7 separate regions of the Mus musculus genome follow, and regions 1, 2, 3, 4, 5 and 6 are each linked to region 7. Evidence: chromatin contacts called from public HiChIP or PLAC-seq and promoter capture Hi-C data. All regions are on one chromosome and are shown on one strand. The core of a region is the stretch at or near the end of the contact, and the rest is flanking DNA. Distances in the headings are between cores, read along the strand shown. Region 1 overlaps Fyb (FYN binding protein). Region 2 has its middle 24 kb from the start of Fyb. Region 3 holds the start of C9 (complement component 9). Region 4 holds the start of Fyb (FYN binding protein). Region 5 overlaps Fyb (FYN binding protein). Region 6 has its middle 60 kb from the start of Fyb. Region 7 holds the start of Rpl37 (ribosomal protein L37).

What was found. Promoter capture Hi-C pulls out the DNA fragments that hold promoters and counts their contacts. HiChIP or PLAC-seq counts read pairs in DNA pulled down with a chosen protein or histone mark.
Region 1: a promoter capture Hi-C map of embryonic stem cells shows a contact between it and region 7, with 4 times the contacts expected there. The contact joins the enhancer-like site here to the promoter of Rpl37 in region 7. A contact is called at or near these places in 17 of 39 promoter capture datasets (the 3T3-L1 cell line, 3T3-L1-derived adipocytes, the C10 cell line and 10 more), 1 of 484 Hi-C or Micro-C datasets (nephron progenitors), 6 of 115 datasets of contacts at active chromatin or transcription factors (astrocytes, embryonic stem cells, large pre-B cells and 2 more) and 3 of 9 other capture datasets (adipose tissue, embryonic stem cells and liver).
Region 2: a promoter capture Hi-C map of neutrophils shows a contact between it and region 7, with 4 times the contacts expected there. The contact joins the enhancer-like site here to the promoter of Rpl37 in region 7. A contact is called at or near these places in 7 of 39 promoter capture datasets (the HPC-7 cell line, HPC-7-derived erythroid cells, cranial neural crest and 5 more), 4 of 115 datasets of contacts at active chromatin or transcription factors (the NIH/3T3 cell line, embryonic forebrain, embryonic midbrain and 1 more) and 2 of 9 other capture datasets (adipose tissue and liver).
Region 3: a promoter capture Hi-C map of pre-B cells shows a contact between it and region 7, with 6 times the contacts expected there. The contact joins the promoter of C9 here to the promoter of Rpl37 in region 7. A contact is called at or near these places in 6 of 39 promoter capture datasets (cranial neural crest, hippocampal neurons, liver and 2 more), 1 of 484 Hi-C or Micro-C datasets (liver), 8 of 115 datasets of contacts at active chromatin or transcription factors (acute myeloid leukemia, astrocytes, embryonic forebrain and 5 more) and 3 of 9 other capture datasets (adipose tissue, liver and macrophages).
Region 4: an H3K27ac HiChIP or PLAC-seq map of regulatory T cell precursor shows a contact between it and region 7, with 17 times the contacts expected there. The contact joins the promoter of Fyb here to the promoter of Rpl37 in region 7. A contact is called at or near these places in 16 of 39 promoter capture datasets (the 3T3-L1 cell line, 3T3-L1-derived adipocytes, the C10 cell line and 11 more), 3 of 484 Hi-C or Micro-C datasets (pro-B cells, regulatory T cells and uterus), 9 of 115 datasets of contacts at active chromatin or transcription factors (the NIH/3T3 cell line, the SCID.adh cell line, astrocytes and 6 more) and 2 of 9 other capture datasets (adipose tissue and liver).
Region 5: an H3K4me3 HiChIP or PLAC-seq map of the SCID.adh cell line shows a contact between it and region 7, with 8 read pairs. The contact joins the enhancer-like site here to the promoter of Rpl37 in region 7. A contact is called at or near these places in 6 of 39 promoter capture datasets (the HPC-7 cell line, HPC-7-derived erythroid cells, cranial neural crest and 3 more), 8 of 115 datasets of contacts at active chromatin or transcription factors (the SCID.adh cell line, T-cell acute lymphoblastic leukemia, double positive thymocytes and 5 more) and 2 of 9 other capture datasets (adipose tissue and liver).
Region 6: a contact with region 7 is called in a promoter capture Hi-C map of the HPC-7 cell line, with 16 times the contacts expected there. The contact joins the enhancer-like site here to the promoter of Rpl37 in region 7. A contact is called at or near these places in 11 of 39 promoter capture datasets (the 3T3-L1 cell line, the HPC-7 cell line, HPC-7-derived erythroid cells and 6 more), 1 of 484 Hi-C or Micro-C datasets (the G1E-ER4 cell line) and 3 of 115 datasets of contacts at active chromatin or transcription factors (microglia, pro-B cells and thymic regulatory T cells).

Annotation. Positions count from the first base shown.
Region 1 is chr15:6,627,915-6,631,143 of GRCm38.p6, forward strand. Fyb (FYN binding protein) reads left to right here. Exons shown (of 18, transcript NM_011815.5): 3 at 2,158-2,204. All of the region lies in intron 2 of Gm2245 (predicted gene 2245), which reads right to left. Among named protein-coding and RNA genes, the nearest start is that of Gm2245, 25 kb to the right of the region's middle. Within about 2 kb of position 1,342, at least 2 of the 459 cell types and tissues checked have an H3K27ac peak or open chromatin away from gene starts, as enhancers often do. A contact at or near this core is called in embryonic stem cells, where this site is marked.
Region 2 is chr15:6,554,189-6,557,256 of GRCm38.p6, forward strand. It overlaps a transcript of Fyb not described here. Among named protein-coding and RNA genes, the nearest start is that of Fyb, 24 kb to the right of the region's middle. Within about 2 kb of position 1,578, at least 129 of the 459 cell types and tissues checked have an H3K27ac peak or open chromatin away from gene starts, as enhancers often do. A contact at or near this core is called in the HPC-7 cell line, the NIH/3T3 cell line, adipose tissue and 2 more, where this site is marked.
Region 3 is chr15:6,443,805-6,447,117 of GRCm38.p6, forward strand. It overlaps C9 (complement component 9), which reads left to right and starts at 1,542. Exons shown (of 11, transcript NM_013485.3): 1 at 1,542-1,679. The coding sequence starts at 1,597.
Region 4 is chr15:6,578,346-6,581,437 of GRCm38.p6, forward strand. Fyb (FYN binding protein) reads left to right here and starts at 1,502. Exons shown (of 18, transcript NM_011815.5): 1 at 1,502-2,701. The coding sequence starts at 1,603.
Region 5 is chr15:6,602,460-6,605,659 of GRCm38.p6, forward strand. The region is part of intron 1 of Fyb (FYN binding protein); the gene reads left to right. Gm2245 (predicted gene 2245) reads right to left here. Exons shown (of 7, transcript NR_155272.1): 7 at 1,968-3,200. Among named protein-coding and RNA genes, the nearest start is that of Fyb, 24 kb to the left of the region's middle. Within about 2 kb of position 1,737, at least 10 of the 459 cell types and tissues checked have an H3K27ac peak or open chromatin away from gene starts, as enhancers often do. A contact at or near this core is called in the SCID.adh cell line and regulatory T cells, where this site is marked.
Region 6 is chr15:6,517,939-6,521,263 of GRCm38.p6, forward strand. No RefSeq gene overlaps it. Among named protein-coding and RNA genes, the nearest start is that of Fyb, 60 kb to the right of the region's middle. Within about 2 kb of position 1,628, at least 21 of the 459 cell types and tissues checked have an H3K27ac peak or open chromatin away from gene starts, as enhancers often do. A contact at or near this core is called in the HPC-7 cell line, hematopoietic stem and progenitor cells and microglia, where this site is marked.
Region 7 is chr15:5,114,816-5,118,378 of GRCm38.p6, forward strand. Rpl37 (ribosomal protein L37) reads left to right here and starts at 1,798. Exons shown (of 4, transcript NM_026069.3): 1 at 1,798-1,869; 2 at 2,472-2,607; 3 at 2,804-2,888. The coding sequence starts at 1,867. It also overlaps a transcript of Card6 not described here.

The DNA of each region.
Region 1 (3,229 bases), core at 92-2,591, 1.5 Mb after region 7:
ACCCAACCCCAGAGCATGCTTCTTCTGACCTCTACTCATGTGTCCGTGCGCGCACGCGCACGCGCACACGCGCGCACACACACCCTAGTAACAGTTCTTTATTTTTATTTATTTTATTTTATTTCATTTTATTTTAGAGATGGAATTAACCCAGTAAACCCCCCCCCCCCCCAGCTAAGCATGGAGAAAGAGAGTGTCCGAGACAGAGTGAGGATTCTGTAAAAGCAAAGCAGTGGAAGAACAGAGTTCATTACTCAGCCCTGCGCCCTGCTCACCGTGAAAAGGACATTCATTGGTTGAATGTCAGTGTATTTTATGTCCAGAGTATTTACGTTCTCAGTAAAATGCTATTCCTTAAAGCTAAGGTGAAGGACTTATGTTAAGAGATAGGTTATTTCTCTGCCAGTGAAATGAGCCAACTCAAGCCAGATTAGAATATATTGAAGTCAGGTTTATTGGGGAGCTGCTCTTGGATGAGTTCACTAACCCCAAAGACCAGGCCAGGGAAGTCACTATGAGTGTGTGTGTGTGTGGGGGGGGGGGGGGGGGGGGAGAAAGTGTGTGTGCCCGAAGAGAGAAAGAGAAAGAGAAATGAGGGAGAGAGATCAAAATGTCTGGATTATATAGGCAGGAGCCTTTTGGGGGAAGGGCAGCTCAACCCCTAGGCTGGAAAGTTCAGGGATGGGAGCAGGGTGTGCCAGGTATGGACTGAGGGATGCTGGGAGAACCTTAAGTCCAGATCTGCTTTGATATGTAAAGTAAGCACTTCATTCCCCCAGCTCAGAAACCAAACATTACTTAATTTCCATTGTAAAACTTGTTCTTCCTTGTCCACACCTAGCAATCTTATTTAAATAATTATTTCCAACAGGATCCTTTTTTCTTTGCTTTGCTTTGTCATTGAAATGGAAACTTATTATATAGTCCAGGTTGGCTTTGAACCCCAGAGTACCGCAATTATAAATAAGTATGTAAGTACAAAGCTACAGCAATTGTTCATTACTGATTGGACCACCCAACTTCAGGCGGCTTCAACGTGTTGGCTTGAAGGTTAAAGTGACTTAACCATTCTGGGATGTTGCACGTCCCATATACAAATGTAATATACCGACTTTCCTTTTTAAGGATTTTGAATACCTTAAACCAATGGTTCTCAACCTTCCTAACGCTGTGACCGTGATCGTTTGATATAGTTCCTAATGCTGTGGTGACCTTCGATCATAAAATGACTTTGTTGCCACTTCATAACTGTAATCTTGCTACTGTTATGCATTGTATGCATATATCTTATATGCAGGATATCGGATACAGACTCCCAATGTGGGTCATGACCCACAGGCTAAGCACCACTGCCTTAAATGGACGTCCCAAAGACTTCACTACAGAAACCCCTCCCATGACACTGTAAAAGCTTTGGAATTAAATCAGTTCCTTTAAAGAACCCAAGAGCTTTTGTGATTAAATTACTAAGTAAACCCCATGTGTTAGCATAAGATATCGAATCAGCCATCAGCAGGACACAGGCCTCTCATCCCAGCACTCAAGGTTTTGAACCATGGAGGTTATTAGGTCAAGGCCAACTTGACCTGCTAAATTTTTCAGTCGTAGTATGCCTGTGTGCCTTAACTTTGACTAAGAGCTCACAGCCTAAAGTCTTTGATAATTCATGTTCATATTTTATGTATTCATGCATTTATACCTTTCGCACGGAGGTTTGCCTACCACCTCAGTTTTTCTTTTTTTTTCCTTGCAATTTATTTATTAAGGAAATCAGATTGTTTGCTTGTGGATGTTATGGCTAGCCTTGTCTGGGTTTTGCTGACTGGGTCTCTATTAGAAGATTCTCTGCCTCCTGAAGATTGCTAATTGAATGCAAAGTTGGCTTGATGACATTTGGTTTTTCTTTCTTACTGTTTTATTTTTGGTTTGGTGTAAAGCTTGTGTCTAGATGATAGTGTATTTTTTATGTTATTTATCATTATTTTATGTGTGAGAGTGTTTTGCCTGTATGTATGTGTGCTGTATACACACTGAGTGTCTACTGAGGCCAGAAGAAATTTCCATTTATATGTATATGTTTATGTATATTTTCACTTTAAGGCAAGCTTCTACTTTATTCTCATGGGTGTTTTTCTTTTCTTTCTTTCTTGTTTTCAGACATCCTATAAATGACGAAAATCAAGATGGTGTCATGCACTCTGATGGTAAGGAGTAACTTTCTTCTTCTTCCTTTTTTTTTAAAATCTGAAGTACATGTTTGAATTAGTTAAATGTCATGGCATCCTTAATGGCCAGTTACCATCACTGGCCTATGCCAGGTCCCCTGTTTTACTTATTTCTTAGCATTCTCATGCTCCATTTCCTTCTCTTTCTCACTACAGACAACATCCTACAACACTCAGTGTGCATTTGTACATATTCTTCTCATATGATTATATGTAAGGACACACGTAACTTATATGAAAAGCAGATTCTCAAGTTTTCTTTTTGAGAACACTCAGTGCATGGGTTTTCCAGCCTCTACTCCATGACTGTGCACACATTTAGTGTGTGGTTAGTAGGCACCGCCCAGCACAGCATGGAATGCACATCTGCCTCACTGGGAGTGAAGAAACACTGCAGTGCTCCTCTATGGTCTCATCCAGGTGGACCTCAGAGACGCCATTTCTTCACAGAGAAATGGCAGTGGAAAGGCTGGTTATGTGCTCCAAGGTAGAGTTACTTTGCTGGATAGGACTAGAGTGCTCCTCAGAACTGATACCCTGTCTACAGTCTCAGCCACAAGGCACGGATGTGGCCATGTCCCCACCTTTCACTAAGCTTTCTCATCGTTTTCCCAGTCTTATGGTATAAAACAGATCTCATTTTAATTTTTATACATTTTATTTTTATTAAACTTATTCTGTAGCCTCTCTGTACACTTATATCATATACTCTGTACACTTATACCATACACTCTGCCCCGCTCAGCCTCCCACCTCCCTCTTCCACTCCTACCCACACAACACCACTTCCCCACTCTCCTTTCTATTTCATGCTTCTGTTTTGTAACCCACTGAATTTAGCAAACTACCTACATTCGAATGAGTGTGGACCCCTCTCCTGGAACATTGGGAACCCACTACTGGCTTCATCGCTGAAATCAGCGCCTCTCCTCAGCTAATTCATATTGGTTTTCATTTCATGATTCTGTTTTCTGCTCTTGAGTTTGTATACAGTGCCAGTGTTC
Region 2 (3,068 bases), core at 328-2,827, 1.4 Mb after region 7:
TGGCCTCACCCATTTGTTTGTATATAGAAACACCCTTATAAATGAGAACTCAGGAAATAGGGCAGAGCTCTTCTGCCACTCTCAACATGGCCGTGCCTCCCTCCAGACTTTCCACTTATCCTTCACTCCAGATTTTAAACCACAAGAGAAAGCGAGTGGGAGAGAGGGAGGTGAGAGCAGAAGGAAGCGGTATGTGCTCTTTAGCTTGAGGGACCAACTTGGCACAACCTGGAGCCACCTGGGAACAGAGTCTCCCTGAAGAATTATCTTCGTCGGGTTGGCCTGTTGGACATGACTGGGGCAGTTGTATTGACTGTTGGCTGGCTGTTAAGTAATGAATGTTATATACTCTAGCATTTTACAAGTTAAAAAAGAATACTGAAAGAAAGCAAAAACTTGGAGGCTAGCTAAGAGAGCTGGGTTATTAACTGACTTGGAGTGAAGAAAGCCAAGTGGATTCTTATCTCTCTGCCTGTTCTGGCCAGTGGATACTATGTTGCAAGTTGCCATTTGACTTCCCTGAAATAAAAGACTGTAACTTAGAACTGTAGACCAAATAAGCCCTCCCTCTACATTGTTTCTGGTCAGGGTTTTTAATCACAGTAACAGGAACTAAGCTCCAAAGCTTAGTGGAGACTCCAGATGGCAATGCCCCTTTGAGAGCAGCTTAGTGGTACACCAGTGCCCACGAGCAACTGAGCCGTCTGCAAAAACCACTGGCAGGTACAGGAGTAGTCAGCCTGTTCTACCCACAAGAGTTTGCCACACAGTCAGAAGGGCGTGGTTCAACATTTAGCTGTCAACTGAGAGAAGGAAGTGGACACGCCCCTAACTGAGAAGCTATCTGTTAGTGTTACCCACTGAGAAAGGAAAAATTAGTTCTTTCCAATGGAGTCTTACCAGGTATATCAAGCACAGATCAGGGAAGGCACTGGGCCTAACAGGAGTTGGCCAACACAAAATGAGCTTGATGGTATTTTTTGTAGACCTTTTTTTTTGTGTGTGTTATTTTGCTTTGTTTGGGCTTCTTTAAAAAAAAATGGTGGTCTTCTTGAACATTTGGTTTCTAGTGTGTGTGTGTGTGTGTGTGTGTGTGTGTGTGTGTGTGTGTGTTTGTGGGGGGTGGGGTGCGGGGTGTGCATATGTGTGTACACGTATGCTTCTTGGTTTTGCTTTATTTTTAAAGAGAGACAAAAAGCAACATAAACTTGGATGAGTAGGGAAGATCCAGGAGGGACTGGGGGAAGGGAAAACATACTAAGGATAGATATTGTATGAAAAAAAAAACAAAAAAACTTTTTTCAATTAAAAAAGCTGTCAAAGCAAAGGTAATCTTTGCCACGGATTAGTGAAGTTTTCCAAACTGAGTTAATCATCCAAACACTGCCTCTGGACAAGCACGATGCTGACCTGTGTCTGCAGAGAATAGCAGCCTGTACTCTGGGAGTAAAACTCTCTGTTTATTTCCTCTTCCTACACCCCAGTAACAGTTCCCCATTTGACTATAAGAGACCTCATTGTCTTCACACACACTGTTTCTTCACACAATAACCGCCCCTCCTGCCCTCTAAGTCAGGCAAATGAGTCAGCACAGTGGGCACTGCAAGTACCTTAGGTAAAGAGTTAGGGCTTTGTTCAGTTCCAGCTGGAGGCTGGTTTTTCCCTCCAGAGGGGATTTCTAAGGTCAGTGTCAAAGGAAGAAAATATATATTCATTTAATAGGACTTGGGGTGTAGCTCAGGGGCACAGTCCTTGCCTGATAGGCGTGAAGTCCTGGATTTCATTTCCTGCATTGAAAAAAAAAATTCCCCTGACAATGTAAAGCATTTTCCATTATTATACACACCACAGTAATTGTATAGACGCACATATACATCTTATACATATATTTTACATATGGTACATACAATGTAGGCATACACACATTTATGATTTTACAGTAAATATTGCTTAAGTTTACGTGATCTGTGTGTGTATGTGTGTGTTGATGTGTAACACATAGGCGCAGATGCACACAGATGCCGGAGCCATCAGATTCCTACAGAACTCGAGTTATGTACAGTTATGATGTGTATATGTGTGCTGGGAACTGAACCCAGGTCTTCTGCAAGAGCTATATGTGCTCTTAATCATTAAGCCACCTCTCTAACTCCTTAACTTTGAATTATAAGGCATAATATGAAATTTTCCACCTACCATTTTTTTAAGTATGTAAGTATCTATTCATGGTTGCATGCAATGTTCATTTTTATCTTCTGAGGTTAGGGCAACCTATCATCCTGAGTCAGGATTACGTCAGTCAAGACAGCAGACAGCCCTCTCGGATCTGTACCGCTTGTCAAAGTCAGAATGCTTCTCTATCTTTGTGTAAGACGAGGATGATGATTCCTCCAATAGACTTAAAAGCCAAGAAATAGAAATAGGTTAATATCCAACCATTAATCCACATCCTCAGAGTGGAACTTGAGCCAAACTCAATTGGTTCTATTCATTCCACTGTAGTACAGAGGACCTCCGTGTCCAAGGAAACCCTCATCTTTGTCTTCTTTGTTTTGAGGTTTATTCCCCTACTATTTATTTCATGAAGATTTCCTATTCACAGCAAATGAAAGTTTCAGAACCAAACTCACTGACATGCTATGAGCAGTAGGCACCATCTTGTTCCTGGCTGGTTGGTTTCTTGGCTTTGCTTTTGCTGCCAGGACAGGACCTAGGATTTCTGATCCTCATGCTCCTATTTTCCAACTGGTGAGCTTTACCAGTGTATATCGCCCATAGCCAACATTTGTCTCATCCACAAGAACAAGTGCTGTCATCATTTAAATTATTCGTTCTTTCATTATGTTCAGGGTGGTTCTAAGTTCCTTAGCTTAGCGGCTGCCAGAACGCCTGTTGCCACACCACACAGGAAATGATGGTATGGCTGATGAGTTGACCAAAAATAAGCTACTTGTGTCTGGGACTATTTACTTGTTGGGAAGAGAGTATTTTCCACAGACCCAAGGCCTTAGTGCAGCAAGATCTCTACTCGCCTTAACCTTTAGTCACGGGGATTTGCAAGCTCATGT
Region 3 (3,313 bases), core at 292-2,791, 1.3 Mb after region 7:
AGTGTTCCTCTGGCATGGATTCATTCACTGAAGGCTATGAGCACTCCTTTAAGAATCAGTCTTATTACTTGACAATTTTGCATGACTTACATGTCAAGCAAGCACATGGTCTCCACTGTAAGCTGAGAAGTCGGTGGAATTAATTAACTCAAGCTCTGGATGAGAAAAGGAGGAATTAAGAAAAGGGAGATCAGAGACTTTTCTCTCAGTGGCATAGGTAAGATGGTCCTAAAATAACTAGCTCTGTCATCCCACCAACCAGACAGACATCTGTTTTACCTTTGCCTATGCTAATATTCAAGATTTGCTCTATTGTAATTAATCATTTTCTATGAATGTCTCTTAAGAACTGTATCAGGGAGCCATGCAACTTGGTGCAAGCCTGCAGTCTCCATCCTTGGGGAATGGATACAGAATGATCAGGAGTTGAAGGTCATCCTCAACTATGCAAGGGGAGGGTTTGAGGCAAATCTGCCTCCACAAAACAAAACTGCTAGGAACAGCTGGGTATGTGCTCATACCTGTAACTGTAGCAACTGGGTCTAGGCAGAAGGGCTGCAGCAAGTCTCAGGCTAGCCTGAACTACCCTATCAGACCCTGCCCCAAACAAACAAAACACTAGATAAAAAGAGTGTCATGAGACATTGTAAATTCATAATATATTACCCACAAACCTCCAACACATCAGATATCTCTCTACACCCATTGTGTATTCTAAGTCCCAACCCTAGCCACACATTAGGAAGAATTGAGAAGCCCCAGTCAGTTAAATTTGAGTAAGATAAAGACTAACAGCCTTCCACACTTGCAACATCCCTGGGTCATTCTCCTGACTAATCAGTGCTCTCAGAGAGGTTGCACGGTCCACACCCATCAGCGCTTCCAGAACCTTTCCCTCTCAATGGCCCTGGAGAATGTGGAGATGTCAGGCAAGCAGTGTTCCTTATGGCAGAGGATAATCCTATCCTTTTGGTGTGTGCTTCCATCATAATCAGGCCAAATCCATTTGGTGGCTGTTGCTAAAGCCTTGTGGTGCTTACTTTGCATTTTTCAGAAAAATATACATATAAGAGGTGTGTAACTTATACACAAAAAGCTTACATTTCCACACGTTACCTTGCTTGGGTGGAAACAAGCCACATATCTGACTTTCAGAGGGAGAGGTGCTTAGAATATCCCCCACCTATGCCTCATCTTTCATTGTGTTCTTTCTGTAGTTATTCTGAGCCTAGGACTCTATAAGAATAATCCATAGGTCTCTCCCACAAATTATACCTCTCTCTTTAGCTTCCCTTCCAGAGTCTCCCAAGGAAAGAACTGCTAGGATTTTGTTTTATTGGTTGCTTTATTTTTAACCCAGCTCCTAATTTTTCCCCACCTTGGCATTTTTTTTTTTTTTTTTTGGTTTATTGCATAATGACACTTTGTCAATAAGGGAAAATAGCAGTCAGGAATTACAATGACTCTCCATTGGTTGGACCTTGACACTTAGCCTAAGCCAACACCTATGAACAAAACCCAGAACAGAACTGCCCCTTGTCCTCCGGCTGCAAAGGAATGCTTTGCAAGCCTCCAGGGCTCCCCAGGAGGAGCAGCATGGCCTCAGGCATGGCCATCACCTTAGCCCTTGCCATCTTTGCCTTGGGTGTCAATGCACAGATGCCAATACCCGTTTCCAGGTGAGTCCATAGCTTGTCTGTTTATCTCTGGAATTCTACTGTGGAATCTGCTGTCCAGGGCTTAACAGCAAAGTAGGGACAATAAAGGTTAAGCTAAACAGTGACCTATACAACACCCAGGATTTCAACTTTCTAAACAAGTGTATTCATGCTTCTGGGTGTTTGTGCTAAAGGAGGGACTGAAATGTTAATGCTAAGATATTTCCTTTAAACATTTAGGATCAGAGGGAAAAAGAAACGGTTGTCTCCAGTTTCTGATAAATCAGTGCTGATCAGTGTCTATGGGCTGAGAAATTCACAATGAGGAAAGTTAATATTTGTGTCCTTTATCTCAAAACCTAATAATTTTTAACTGTTGGCTGCATGGCCCTTTGGCCCCCACATTAAGCAAAGGCTAACTATTTGTCTTGTCTTCTCTTCTGTGACATTCCATTCCGTGGTCCACATTTTGGTTCCTGGGTCTGAGGGTCTATTTGCTCTACCCAAGAATTGCCATGGTACAGCTTCGATGGTTCTGCTTCCAGCACGGCCTCTTTATTTCCTTCTTATCCGATGCTTCTTGGGTTTGCAAAACCCATAAGGTATAAGGGTGTCCCCGAGGTTGCATGTGCTGGAAACTCAGTCCCCTGGTGTGGCAGCAGAAAGAGGTGGTGGAGCTCTTAAGGGGTAGAAGGTCTCAGGATTCCACAGTCATAAATGGACTATCTCTGAGGAATGGGCCAAGCCTAGCAGGAGTGGCTCCTAGCAGATCTGTCTGGCTAGGTTCTTCCTCCAACTCATGTCTCCTTACATATGTGACTCTTCTGAATACAGGAACTTCCCATTTTGCTTCTAGTGACCATGTTAGGACACAACCACAGGAATCCTGTCCAGATGCCTGTTTGCAATTTGTAGTCATGAGAATTGTGAGAAGAGTAAAATTCTCTCCTGTATGCATCACCCACATCAGGCATTCTGTGTCAGCAACAGAAAACAGAGTGTGACACCATGCCAAATACACCCAGCCAATAAATCAAGGGGACAGTAAAAGCCTCTTGCACATCACTGCACCCAGAAGTGCTAGAGATCACGGCTGCTTGAAGCTCTCCCTTCCTTCCATGTAAATATCACAGAAGACACAAACCCATGTAGTCCATTATAGCTTGTTCTCTGAGGACAGAACAGAAAATTGCCCCAACACCAACACATGCCTGGACACTCTTCCTCCGTCTGCATTAATCATGTCCTGTGTCCAGTTCAATTCCCCTAAGTTTAACCAAAGCCTATTTTGACTTAGCTAGCCACCTTTGTCTGCCTTCACCTTTGCGGAGGTAGAGGCGATTCGGCCTGGGCTCCCCCCACCAATGTGGGTTGCGGTTCACTTTCCAGGAGAGGACTCACAATGGAGATACCGCTCATGTAGCTCTGGGAAGGCTGTTCAGCCAAGGCTTTCCTCCCTTCTCCCCTCCTCCTTTGCGGACATTACCTAATCACTATCTCTCTGTTCAGAAAATAGCTTCACTTTCCGGGTATCTTAACTCAGACGGTATGTGTGCAAAGACAGTTACAGAAGGCAGCTTTGGCATTCTTGTAATTAACCTGACCCTCTCATAGGGTCTTAAAACAATTAAACAGTTCAAATTTCTGGACCGATG
Region 4 (3,092 bases), core at 252-2,751, 1.5 Mb after region 7:
AGAAGCTATACATAAAGAATATGAACAATACTAGTAGAGGGGAAGGGATAATCAGAAATTCTTTCTCAGAAACAAACTTCCTTCTAAACAGAAAGAAAACTTTGGGGGGGGGGGTGTATGCGTGTACTCATGTGTGTGTGTGCACACGCTTACGTGCACGTGTGTGTGTGCGTGTGTGTGTGTGTGTGTGTGTGTGTGTGTGTGTGTACACTAAGGAGCAAACCCAGGACCTTACCCATGCTGAGCTCCTGCTCCATCACCCAGCTATATCTTCTGTCTACCATTTCATATTTCTCATCAAGCTTTAGAGCCCTGGAAGTTTTTCCTGTTTTTTTATCCTTTTGGGGGGGGGGAGTGTGGGGGGCGGGCATGATCTCACATAGCCTAGGCTTGTCTCAAACCTGCTGTGTAGCCAAGAATGACCTTAACCTTCATAAACTTCTGATCTTCCTGTCTCTACCTCCTGCATTACAGAGTACGCCACCAACCTGATTTATTGAATGCTGAGCACATGAGACAGGGTTTAGTGATGTTAGATGCTAAGTAGGTTTTCTCTCTCTCTCTCTCTCTCTCTCTCTCTCTCTCTCTCTCTCTCTCTCTCTCTCTCTCCCTCTCTCTCTCTCTGTCTCTCAGCTGAGCCTCATCTCCAGCTCAAACTCCTTGTTTTTGAAAGAAAGGGTAAAGACACCATTAATTCTCCCAGGTTAAACGGGACTATATTAACAACAACAAAAAAAAAAAAAAGGGTGACTATCTGATACCTTTACTGCATAATTTCCTAATTCTTATGAGGAAGGCAGGTGAGGCAGGACCTCTCAGAGGACTGGTAAAAGTCATTATTGAAGAGAAAGATCTGGAAACGAGGCAATTCCTTCTGCTGGCCTGTTGTTCAGCCCATGCTGTCCCGTGGGTTTAGCTCATGTCCCGTTAGTCTGCATACAGCCACACAACAGCACTCTGGATTTGCAAATAATAAGGAAACCTTCTTTCGTTTTAGAAGGGCTGGGCTGTTCTGTAACACCTCCCCGACAGCAAACGCACTTTAAACGCAACAGGAACAGGGAAGCACGGGCCAGCACACTGATGCTAAGCATTGCTTTGCTGGGTTAAAAAAAAAAGCATGTAGCCTGAGTTTACAGTGCCTACTTTCGTTTTGAAGTCCAGTTTCCACATGAGTCTCAGTTGTAAAAAGTGGGAAAATCCATTTGGTAGCCACCGCTGTATGTTTTTCAGTGAAGCAAAAAATGTAAACAAATACAGAATCAGATATCTCCAACAAGATAGCGAGGCAGACCAGGAAAGAGAAGAGAAACGTTTTTTAAGATAAATGATTGTGTCCCTGTACGACCAACAACAGAAGTTTAAACACAGCCCTAGCCTTTCCTTCGCGAGAAACATTCACAACTTGTTTTGCCATAGAGGAACTTAAATGTTACAATATCTGGTCAACCAATCAGCAGCTTGCCGGCACCCCAGCACTCTTGCCTCAGATCAGGAAACCCTTGAAGGTACAGTATTTTAAATTGCAAGTGAGATTTCTGACTCTCAGCTGGTTTTTGTTCCCTGTGCTTGTAGGATGGAAAAACAGATGTAAAATCCCTCATGGCGAAGTTCAACACGGGGAGTAACCCGACAGAGGAGGCCGCCACCAGCAGCAGGCCCTTCAAAGTTGCAGGACAAAGCTCGCCTTCTGGAATACAATCAAGAAAGAATTTATTTGACAACCAAGGAAATGCCAGCCCGCCCGCAGGACCCAGCAGCATGCCTAAATTTGGGACCACAAAACCACCCTTGGCAGCGAAACCTACCTACGAGGAGAAGCCTGAGAAGGAACCTAAACCCCCGTTTTTAAAACCTACTGGAGGGAGCCCAAGATTTGGAACACAGCCAAACTCAGTTTCTAGAGACCCTGAGGTCAAAGTGGGGTTCCTGAAACCTGTAAGCCCCAAACCCACCAGCTTGACCAAAGAAGATTCCAAACCTGTGGTTTTACGGCCACCTGGGAATAAACTTCACAATTTGAACCAAGAGTCTGACTTAAAGACGCCAGGACCGAAGCCAGGGCCCGCTCCCCCAGTCCCAGAAAACGAACTGAAGCCAGGATTCTCAAAGGTAGCTGGAGCTAAGAGCAAGTTCATGCCAGCGGCACAAGATACTGACTCCAAACCCCGATTTCCCAGACACACCTTTGGCCAGAAGCCATCCCTAAGCACAGAGGACTCCCAGGAAGAGAACACTTCTAAGAACGTGCCTGTCCAGAAAGGATCCCCAGTGCAGTTGGGCGCCAAGTCCAAGGGCGCCCCTTTCAAACCACCTAAGGAAGACCCAGAGGATAAAGACCATGGAGCACCAAGTTCACCCTTTCCTGGAGTGGTTCTGAAACCTGCTGCGAGCAGAGGGAGCCCGGGTCTCTCCAAAAACTTTGAAGAAAAAAAAGAAGATAGGAAAACAGACCTTGCAAAGAACATCTTTCTGAACAAACTGAATCAAGAAGAGCCGGCCAGATTCCCTAAGGCCCCTTCCAAGCTGACAGCGGGGACACCGTGGGGCCAAAGTCAGGAGAAAGAAGGAGACAAGAATTCTGCAACCCCGAAGCAGAAGGCCCTGCCACCCCTGTCCGTCTTGGGCCCGCCTCCACCCAAGCCCAACAGACCACCCAACGTTGACCTGACCAGATTCCGAAAGGCTGACTCTGCAAACAGTGAGTTGTTTCTCATTGCTGGTAGCTGTGGTTTGCTCACACAACTGAGTGTTTCAGCTCCTGGGGGAAACTTTAGAGCAAGGAATGATTGCATAACTGATGCTCATGTGAGTATAGGGTCAATTTTCTTTTGGCATTTTTTTTTCCGTTGTGTAGGAGGTCTGAGAGAGTAGCAAATCCAAGTTCTGGTTGAGCATTCTGTAAGAAAGGACCTTGGGGTGGGGAGCACTGACATTTTAGGGAGACAATAGGGAAGAAATATACCTATTTAACGGATAGTTGGTTTTGCTTAAGGATAACCATTGCATTTATTCCCTTGGTTGTATTTCATTTCTGTAACTTGAAGAAGTTATGCTGCCCGTTGACAGAGAGAAGAGAGTAGTCTAAGTCA
Region 5 (3,200 bases), core at 487-2,986, 1.5 Mb after region 7:
CTTGAGGTGAAACCTGTTCCTGGTTTCACCCATGTGTTGTTCCTTCAGCAACCTAGGTTAAAATGGGCTTGAGAAGGCAAACAGAAAGACTATAACAGGAGAGACATCTTGAAATAGAAAATCAGGAAGCTGTGTTGCTCCTCTTAGTTTTACTTTTAACTTTAACAGCAAGCCTCATTTCTGAAAAACTCTAACGTTGCATACAATCTGTGTTTCCTTCCCCATAATTTGGGATTGTTCTGAGAAGCAAATACTGTTTACCATGGTGAAGACTGGTGTATCTAATGTTATGCCCCTCGTGATAACTGGCATCAGGTGAAGACTAGCTGTGGTGATGGGAGCTGTGGGTTCTGAGATATTTAGTTGAGTTAAAACTCTAGATTTGCCTATGAGAATGGCGCCAATATCAGAAGCGGCAGCATATCTCCCTATGTGACTGTTCTTAGGAAAGATGTTGAAACAACTTAAGATTCTCCTAAGACAAGTGTGAACATACAACTGTGGGGGTGGGGGCAGGGTGAGCTCTGACACAAGGGACACAGCATTTGAAGTAAACTGATCTGTCCCCTGCTTCGCTCCATGCCTCTGCATCTTTTACACAAAAGGAATTGCCCACTGTCCTAGACAGCCACTGATGTAGTGGGCACGCTCTATTCTTTATAAATCATAACTTTGTCCACTGCGGGAATTTAGATTCCTGAACTCTTGTCATCAAAAGCTAGGAGTGAGCTGGAGAGAGGGCTCAGGGGTTAAGAGCACCGACTGCTCTTCCAGAGGGTCCTGAGTTTAATTCCCAGCAACCACATGGTGGCTCACTACCTATAATGGGATCTGATGCCCTCTTCTGGTGTGTTTGAAGACATTGACAGTGTACTCATATACATAAAATAAATCTTTTTTAAAAAGTGAAGAAAGAAAGAAAGAAAGAAAGAAAGAAAGAAAGAGAGAGAGAGAGAGAAAGAGAGAGAGGGAGGGAGGGAGGGAGGGAGAGAGAGAGAGAGAGAGAGAGAGAGCGCAAGCAAGCTAGGAGCAGTTACCAACCCCAAAATAAGCCCACTAAAAGCAACCCTTCCCCTAGACCCACATGGGATTCCAAATATTTCCATAGAAGACAGAACTGCTCTGTCACCAATCAAAACCACTGAGGTGAATTCTGGGACTCCTCCCCGACTAGCATCCCTAAAGGATAAAAGGAACTAGAATTTAGAATGCTGTCATCTAAACCTCATAGGCACATCACACATGGGCAGGCACTTTGCATGTAAGAAACACAGAAATGGTTGAGCCCGTTATGAAATTAGAATGGCAATTCCATACATTTCTGTTAAAAGCCACAAGTTATGGGGTGTTTCCTAATGAGATGGAAAGAAACACCTCACGACTTACCAGACACCCACTTATTCCGTTTCACACAAGACAGTCTCATTTCAGAATGGTGCAGTTTAAGTCACATCACATATATACACGTGTGCACACAGACATGCACAAATGCACAGGCATACACACAAAATATGTAACAAAATAAATCTTCAAAAACAGGCTGAATAGTCAATGTAGTAAATTTCCATTCTGTTCTCCCTTCCTAACTTAAAGTCTCTTTTCTTTCCCCACTCCCATAAACCAGAGGTGTGACTAGCAACAATTCTTCCTCCTGGGAAACTAATGACTAATCTTGCTGAATCCAGCAGTCACAGGCTCATACCAAAGTATGCACAAACAACGCATCTGGCTGTAACTATCAGGCAATTGGTGTTCTTTCTCACATACACACACATATATACACACACACACACATACACATATGAGCTGGTCACATACAGAAAGAGAGAGTTTTGTCTGCATTTATCCTTAGTATATTAGTAATTGATTTTTTTTTTTTTTGCTTGATCTCATAGCTTCTTTCATCATTGAGATGCTGTAAGGCTCACTAAAGGGAGATGTTTACCTACAGAGGCTTTGAGACAAACTGCATTTTTGAAAAAAGCATATTTGGCTTCATGGCATGCTAAACAAACAAACAAAGAAACCTCTTCAACCTTAAATAAGAAAAACAGGTTCTTATCCCAGATCTTGTGGTTTTAAGCTTTGTGTCTGAGTGAACCATTACTCTTAGCCAGACTTTGGACCTCTTATCTTTGGAAAGAATGGAGGATGCTTTTAAGGGTTAGCCTGTGTTATATCATCCTGAACCCTAAATTATTTTCTTCCGCTGTATTTCAAAGTCCAGTGCAGAAGTAAGTGACTCTAGAAAAAAAAAAAAAAACAATCGCACTGTTTACAACAAACATCATTGAAAACTACTGGAACAACAAATTGATGAGTCCTTTTAACTCTAGGGTGCTGTGATTCAGTCTTTAGTCAACTGTTACACAAATGGTAGAGCATTTATTCTGCCATATCATACTGATGTCTACATCAGAGGGTACATGCTACCTTCTGGTCCCGAGTCTTTGAATATACCTCTCCTAGTTATCTGACTTCACCATCCCCTTCAGCTCCGCCACCCCCATGTCAGCAACCCATTCATCCAGTTTCTAACAGGATGATCCTGTAGCCTTCTAAAAGAGCTTCTGTCCCTCAAAATTTCTGCATTCTCTTACTTCAATTACAGACGTTCATAAATGTCCTGCCCCTTGCAGTATGGGCAAGGAGTGATAGAGGAACTCTCAGAGAATGAAATCCTAACCAAAAATATCAGAAAACAGTTGATACTGTATGGTTAAGAGCAAAAAGTGTGGACTAGTAAGACAGACCCATGAGGAAAGGGCTTGCCACAGAAGCCTGAGAACTTGGGTTTAGTACCCGGATCTCATGATAGAAGGAGAAAACTGTGTCCTGAAAGTTTTCTCTACCCTCCCGTGCACACATCATGCATACCTGATAATAATGACAATGCATAAAATGGGGAGGCTATTGGAGAAGCTGGAGAGGGATGAAAAATAGTTTAAATACAGTATTTATATATGAAATTCTAAAAGTAAAATTAAATTATAAAAATTGGAAAGAAAACTAAAGAGTCAAAATAGGTATTGTCTAAGAAGGGAGAGCGGGCAGTGGTGGGGTTCAGGCAGCCAGTTGTCACTTTTGCAGGGCAAGCGCTTCATGGAGTTGCTCCAGCCCCAGAGGCTTGAATCCGAACATCCTCACGCTGGACTACAGAACCGCTGCTCAGATCTCAGTGTGCATCTTACTCGTGAAAA
Region 6 (3,325 bases), core at 378-2,877, 1.4 Mb after region 7:
GTAATATCATAAGGCATGGCTGTTTATTTTCTAACTCCTGTCGATGATCCTTCCTGTTGGCAAAGAAACTAAGGAAGAAAAGACACTAGGATGGAGAAAAAAGGGGGAGAGGAAGAACGGTAGAGGGAACAGAGGAAGAGGAAGGTGGACAGAAGAGAACAATGCAAAGATCCACTCTTCTTCACGTGGGACCTTTTCTCTCTTCTGCCCACTGAAGTAGAAATCATCACTTTCCAGTCAGCAAAGACAGAGCCCTTGCTACCTTGCAAGGTGTGCAAATCAGTTCATTTCTTCAGCGGGGTAAAGGATACAAAGGGTGACAGAGAGATTACTCTTATATTGTGTATTTGAGAATAGGCACGGACCCAAGAAGTAAGAAACAAAGTACACAACAGACCCACAGAGATTCAAGTCCCCAAGTACCAAGGAAAGGGTAAGACATGAATGAGAAGCCCAACAGCAAACCAGAGACTACGGGATTCAAGGCTAAGCTGTGGCCTTTGTCGTTTTGCTCTCCATGTTAGTTGGGATGATGAAAGACTGCTTAGATCTGGGCTGCTTTTCCTCACTCCTGCTATAGCATGGTTATAGTATATACAGCAAACAGTCACCTGGGTTCACTCAGGAGGAATAGCCATTCCTTGCCCTTCTGGAGTTTAAACATAACTTTCTCTTCCAATTGAAACATATTAAGAACCCTTCTTTGACCAAAGGGTGAGCTCATTTGTCACTGAAAGCCAAGAAAATCCTTTCTTCCAGATCCTTGATGTTTTAAAACATTTTTAAAGACTTTTTAAAAAATTTTATGCACATAAGTGTTTGTCCGCATACCACATGCCTGCTGATACCCTCGGAGATCAGAGAGGGTACGAGATCCCCTGCAACTGGAGCTACAGATGGTTGTGAGTAGCCATGTGGAGGCCCAAGTCCTCTGCAAAAGTAGCCATGTGGAGGCTAGCCCGAAGTCCTCTGCAAAAGTAGCCATGTGGAGGCTAGCCCGAAGTCCTCTGCAAAAGTAGCCATGTGGAGGCTAGCCCGAAGCCCTCTGCAAAAGTAGCCATGTGGAGGCTAGCCCGAAGTCCTCTGCAAAAGTAGCCATGTGGAGGCTAGCCCGAAGTCCTCTGCAAAAGTAGCCATGTGGAGGCTAGCCCGAAGTCCTCTGCAAAAGTAGCCGTGTGGAGGCTAGCCCCAAGTCCTCTGCAAAAGCAACAATTGCCCTTCACTGCTGAGCCATCTCTTCCACCCCTGAACAACTTTATTTTTATTATTTTGAATTATAAACATATGTGTGTGCACATGTGAGCATATTCACATGAATGTAAGTGGCTGTGGGGGTCAAAAGCTCCAGGTTCTCCTGGAGACCTAGTTATAGGTGTTGTAAGTCACCCTCCTTGGGTGCTGGAAAACAATCTCAGGGTCCTCTGAAAAATCAACAGTCACATTTACCTGCTCAGCTATGTCTCCAGTTCCCAGATTCTTTATGTTCTAAACTACAATTTGCTTTCCTAAAAAATTAAGAGGGCAAAAACAACAACAAAAACAAAACAAACGAACAAACAGGCTCATGTTTTTAAAAGAAAAAGTAGAAGAGAATTGGTCTAATTAAGGAAGTACCCACTCTCCGGTACCCAACTTCCTTAACCACACCTCTTCTGGCTTTCCCTCTTCCTGCCTGTTCCATATCTGACCAAGCAGTAGCCTTAGGATATCCTTGAACTCTTACGAATCTGCTTCCGGAGTCTGAGTTGCCTTTTGCTGGCACAGTCCGAATGCATGTGAATCAAAAGGCACAAGTTTATAAAATAAGGCTTTTTTAGCTGACCGTGCTGGTGGGGTGGGGGTGGGAGTGGGGAGTCAGGTCTCTAACCAAGCCTGATTTTGATTTGGCATCAAGCAGCAGCAGCGGTTCTGTTTTAGCTGAGCAATCTCCTCCCACCATGGCCTTTGTGGGGTGGCATGCGCACGCAGTATTCGCATTCAAAGCCATATGCTATCTTAATCAGATTCAAAAAGAACCTATGAGCCCAAACAGGTCTTTTTAAAAAATGAATTTATGATCTGGGGTTGGGGGTAGGGCGGAGTGTGAAGATTAATTCTTACTGAAGGAGGTGAGAATCTGGTGAGCAGCCTAAGCCAACCCGTGTGACGTCATTGGAAAGCCATAAAAGAAATACACTGAGGAAGCGTCATCTGGGGCATGGTAGCGAGACCCGGAGAAAGGGAGGGGAGTGAGTAACTGAGGAGGCGTCCAAGAAGAGGTGACGCCCGCCATCCTTAGCTCTCCCCTCTCAGATCTTCCACACTATTAGTGTTGAGCACCATGCTCCTTTGATGATATAATTGGTGAAACGTTAAGAGTGTTTTGAAAACATGATCACTGGTATTACTTAAATGTTGTCACTGCTTCTTCCTCCACTTGTAAATTGATTTTTTTTTTTTGACATTCAGTTAGTTTCTTTTCACAGCCCAGTATACCTAGGCCTCACCATTTCCATGTGGTTACTATAGCGACCGCTGGAACCTCAGGCTCATTTCTCTTTTGCCTAAGCAAAAAAATATTTCCTGCAATGCAAATCGGAAAGGGAGCACGGTTTGATGAATTATCGACACTTTGCATTCCCTAAGCGACTCCTCCCTGCTAGAAGGAGGGACATTTTTAGAGCTGAGGCTGAAACACAACTTTATCATTTGAAAATGCAACTTTGTCTCTTGAAGATGATCCCATGACACTGGCGCACATCTCTAGTGTCTTCATATGTTTCCTGTCTTATCATGTCGCTCAGAGTCTGGTGGATCTAACTAACTTCACAGGAAGTGTTTCCCTGTGTTTCCCATCATTGCAAGCTACAATGCTTCACGTATCTCCCCATGTTCCAAAAAATAAAAATAGAAACATATTGAATTTTTAGAATCGGAAAATACAACCCTTTGCCTTTCCTGTCTTAGTTAAAGTGTCTTAAAACTTCAGTAGCAACAGAAACGGACCTCGGCCTGCATTTAGAGATAAGCACAGGCTCAAATGGAAGTCAAAGGACTGAAATGACAGTGCTTATCTCACTGGCTAAATGTTTAACAAGTGATTGCTAAATTTCTGATTACCATATAAGTTTCATTCAGTTTGGGGTATAGAGGGAATGGTGAAGTAAGAATAAGCCATCCTGTAGCACATGGTGAAAACTTATCCAAAAGCTTTGGACTTACCTGGGAGATTTAAACAAGTCCTGATGTCCAGGTTTCAACCCAAGAGTGCCTGGTTTAGAGGCTGAGGTGACGTTTGCATAGTGGTGTGTTTTTAAAGCTTCCCACGTGAGTCTGGTGTACAGCC
Region 7 (3,563 bases), core at 548-3,047:
ACAAAAACCGATGTGCGGATTTCCTGCACACCACAAAGAACAAACTCACTTTAGAGAGAAAAAATGATTTCACTGTCTGATAACTTCAGCTGTAGGCACGTCTTTGGATAAGGTCAGTGACATCCTGCCTCTGAGGGTGGGCTCCTTGGTGGTTTAACGCCCAGCCTACCCTTTCTTCACTAATGTCATTTTTCATAGTCAATGCTGTAGACACAACTCCATGACCCCATCCCAAAAGAGCTGTTTAGTACTCCAAGCGAGAGCATCCAGTGACGTGATAAATCCTGAGGTGGCAGAGAGCACTAAGGTTTCAGGTTAGTTAACCTTGAGATGGAGAAATTATCTAGGTGGGGTGAATGTAGTAACAAGCGGTCTTAAAAGTAGAAGAACACAGAAAACTGTACTACAACGTAAGGTAGGTTATTACTGGCCTGCAAGGTGAAAGACAGCAATTAAACAGCGACTGAGCAGAGCTACACCTCAGCACTACATTTCAATTTTAGTCAAACCAAGCCTCACTTGTGCTTCCCAGCAGAACTGTGAATGAGGCCGGCAGTGGTGGCGCTCGCCTTTAATCCCAGCACTTGGGAGGCAGAGGCCATACAATTTTAAGTGTGCGATACAATTTTGTTATCTGTAGGTACAGTAATGCAAGAGGACCCTAGAATTTATTTCCCATAACTGAAAGTTTACACCCGTTGACTAAATCTGTGTTGCTTCATGCTACTAAATTTATAGCAATTTGCCACCCAGTCTCCTAAGACTTATTTATAGTCCAGTTCAACCATTTGAATGCTTGTTTGCTTTCTCTCCCGTGTGCCCTATCTCCTCCCTCCTCTGATTTCAGTTTACTACTTCTGAGTGGAAAGGATTATACATTTTTCTTTCTACTCCCCTCCCCTAGAAGAAATTGGTACGATTTGCTAACAAAAAACAAAACAAAACAAAAAGCTTCCTTGGTGTTTGCTTTGTTCTGCTGTCCACTATCTTAAGATTTTTGAATGTGATAGACTAGCGATTCTCACATTTGTTTTAGAAAGTATGTAGATGGTATGACTGAGACTTTTCCCCAATTCATCAATGTTCGTACTATATTCTCCATGTTTCCTACTGGGATTGCGGACAGACAGTTGCATTAGCGCTAATCAAGGATGTCTAGGGTTACTTATTTCAAAATGATCTAGGAAAGTGTTTTATACAGTACAGACTTGCAAACTGTACTCAAGTCTAAAAGGGTCAGATTTCCTGGTGGCGGCGCGCTGGCTGGAAGCTGTTATTTAACAAGTTCCGCGTGTGATTCCTTGAGTGCGATCAAACAACTGGCCTCTGAATGACCACCGCGTGAAATCGAGTCGGCCCGAGTCAGAAGCTAACTAAGCTCCTACCCTCGCCGAGACACTTCGTGACTCCATCCTCTCACCAACTCTCCATACAGGCAAGCGAGCGGCCACATCAAAACGAACCTGGGAAGGCTGGCTTTCCCGGATCGGGATCCCAGTCCCAGCACTGCACAACCGCCAGGGGCGCCGCCACGCACTGGGTGTCTGACTCCCCTCGAGCCCCGGGACCGGAAACCAGACGGACTGCCAACACCGCAGCAGCCCCGACACCGCCAGAAACCCTCTCCAACCAGGAGGCGGGCCGCTGGGGAGGGCGGAGCCACAGCGCCAGGCACGCCCCCTACCGGTGTTGCAGCCCAATCGGCTCCCTGGCTCTCTCGCCCGGGAGACTACACCTCCGCACCCGAGGCCTGATAGGGCTGCACCAAGACCCGCCGGAAGTAGTTTCCTGGGCGGAAGCTTATCCACAGGAAGTGGCGGGGGTGCTTTCTCTTCCGGTCTCTTTGGCCTCGCCGGTAGAAGCAAGATGGTGAGTGTGGTTTCTGGGCTCTGTAAATCTCTCTCCATCCTTCTTCCTCGGGCTGTCCTGCCTGTTGCCCGGCGCGTCGGTGACAAGGTTGCGAGTGAGGGGAGCTGATGGGCGAGGAGACGGCGTGCTGTGGTCCGCAGGAACTGGAAGGATGGCTGCTGTGTGCAGAGCCCGGCCCACGGTCCTAGCGCCGCTGTGGGTCTCTCTGGGCTTTGGAGGAGACGTACGCACTGCAGCCCCGGGTGGGTGATCAGGACAGGCTTGGGGACATCTGTCCCCAGCCGCCGAGAAACCGGCTGCTTGGTGGGCAGTACCGCGACTGAGAGACGGGCAGAATGTTGTCCTTAACGCCTAAAGCCAAGGAGGCTTAGGTCCGCGCAGAGTAAGGCATTATAATGGTCGTGTGGATAGCCGGTAGTGCTTCCTACCTACCCTACCTGTGTGCTAAGATTTAAATCTTTACACCGTTTTGTCCCGTGTGGATCTTGTTTACGTCTCATCCATACTCATTGCTAAGAAAATGCCAGAGTACATTGAGAAGTCAGATTTCAGAGTTGCTTATATGTGGGGTTTTTTTTCCTGCTTTTTCTTTTAATGTGCAGACGAAGGGAACGTCATCCTTTGGTAAGCGTCGCAACAAGACGCACACGCTGTGCCGCCGCTGTGGCTCCAAGGCCTACCACCTTCAGAAGTCGACTTGTGGCAAGTGTGGCTACCCTGCCAAGCGCAAGAGGAAGTGTAAGTACTGTAATCCGCAGGCGGGCTTTTACCTTGACCTGAGGTAGCGATGTAATAGAAAACACATTTGGCACGCAACAACTTTGGAGGTTGGTTTGTTGGCTGAGTGGTTAAAACATAGTAATGACACTACTGAGAAAATGGGCTGACACTGGGTGCTTGGGAAAACCATTTGGAATCCTATTTTTTTTATTAGATAACTGGAGTGCCAAGGCTAAGAGACGAAACACTACCGGGACTGGTCGGATGAGGCACCTAAAGATTGTCTACCGCAGATTCAGGTACAGTTTTGGCTAAATGTCATTGGTCCTCCAGGGTAGGATGAAACTTTGCACTCTTACTGAAGGGTAGGAATGATACTGGGGTTTGGTGTGGGCCTGAGACGCCCACATTTGTCAAGACTATGAGTGGGATCTGGGGGGCAGCTTACTTGGATCTGCCTCCAGACTTTGCTCAAGTCTGCTAAGCTGTTCTGGGTGCCAGTCATAACATAGATGGGTATCTTTTTACTGGAGGCTAGGCCTTGATGTTCCTTAAAAGTACAGAATCCCCAGCCCCCCTCTTAGACTTTCCTGTGGGGTCTGTGCTTTGACAGGTGCTTTTGTGTTTGTCTCTGTTTTAAACTCAGTCCAGTTTTGTGAACTTGATGTGTAGTGGCTTGCTAGTGTTTGATAGGCTAGTGGCATGTTTTGAGCCTGATTAACCTTTATGTGCTTAGAATCACTCATCTTCCTATGTAGTATTGAGTAGAAATGAGTGCTACTTAACATTTAGACTTCTGAGTTGAGCAGCTTCAAGATCCTGTTAAGCTTGGTCAGTGTTTCCTGTTACTAAAGGAAAGGTGCCAGGACCTGTCCTTTATAGCTTAAGGAATAGCTTCATAAATACTTTAGTTCTTGTGGAAATAGGGAAAATGAGCCCAAAATTGTTGAGACAGTTAACTTTAATGTAATGTG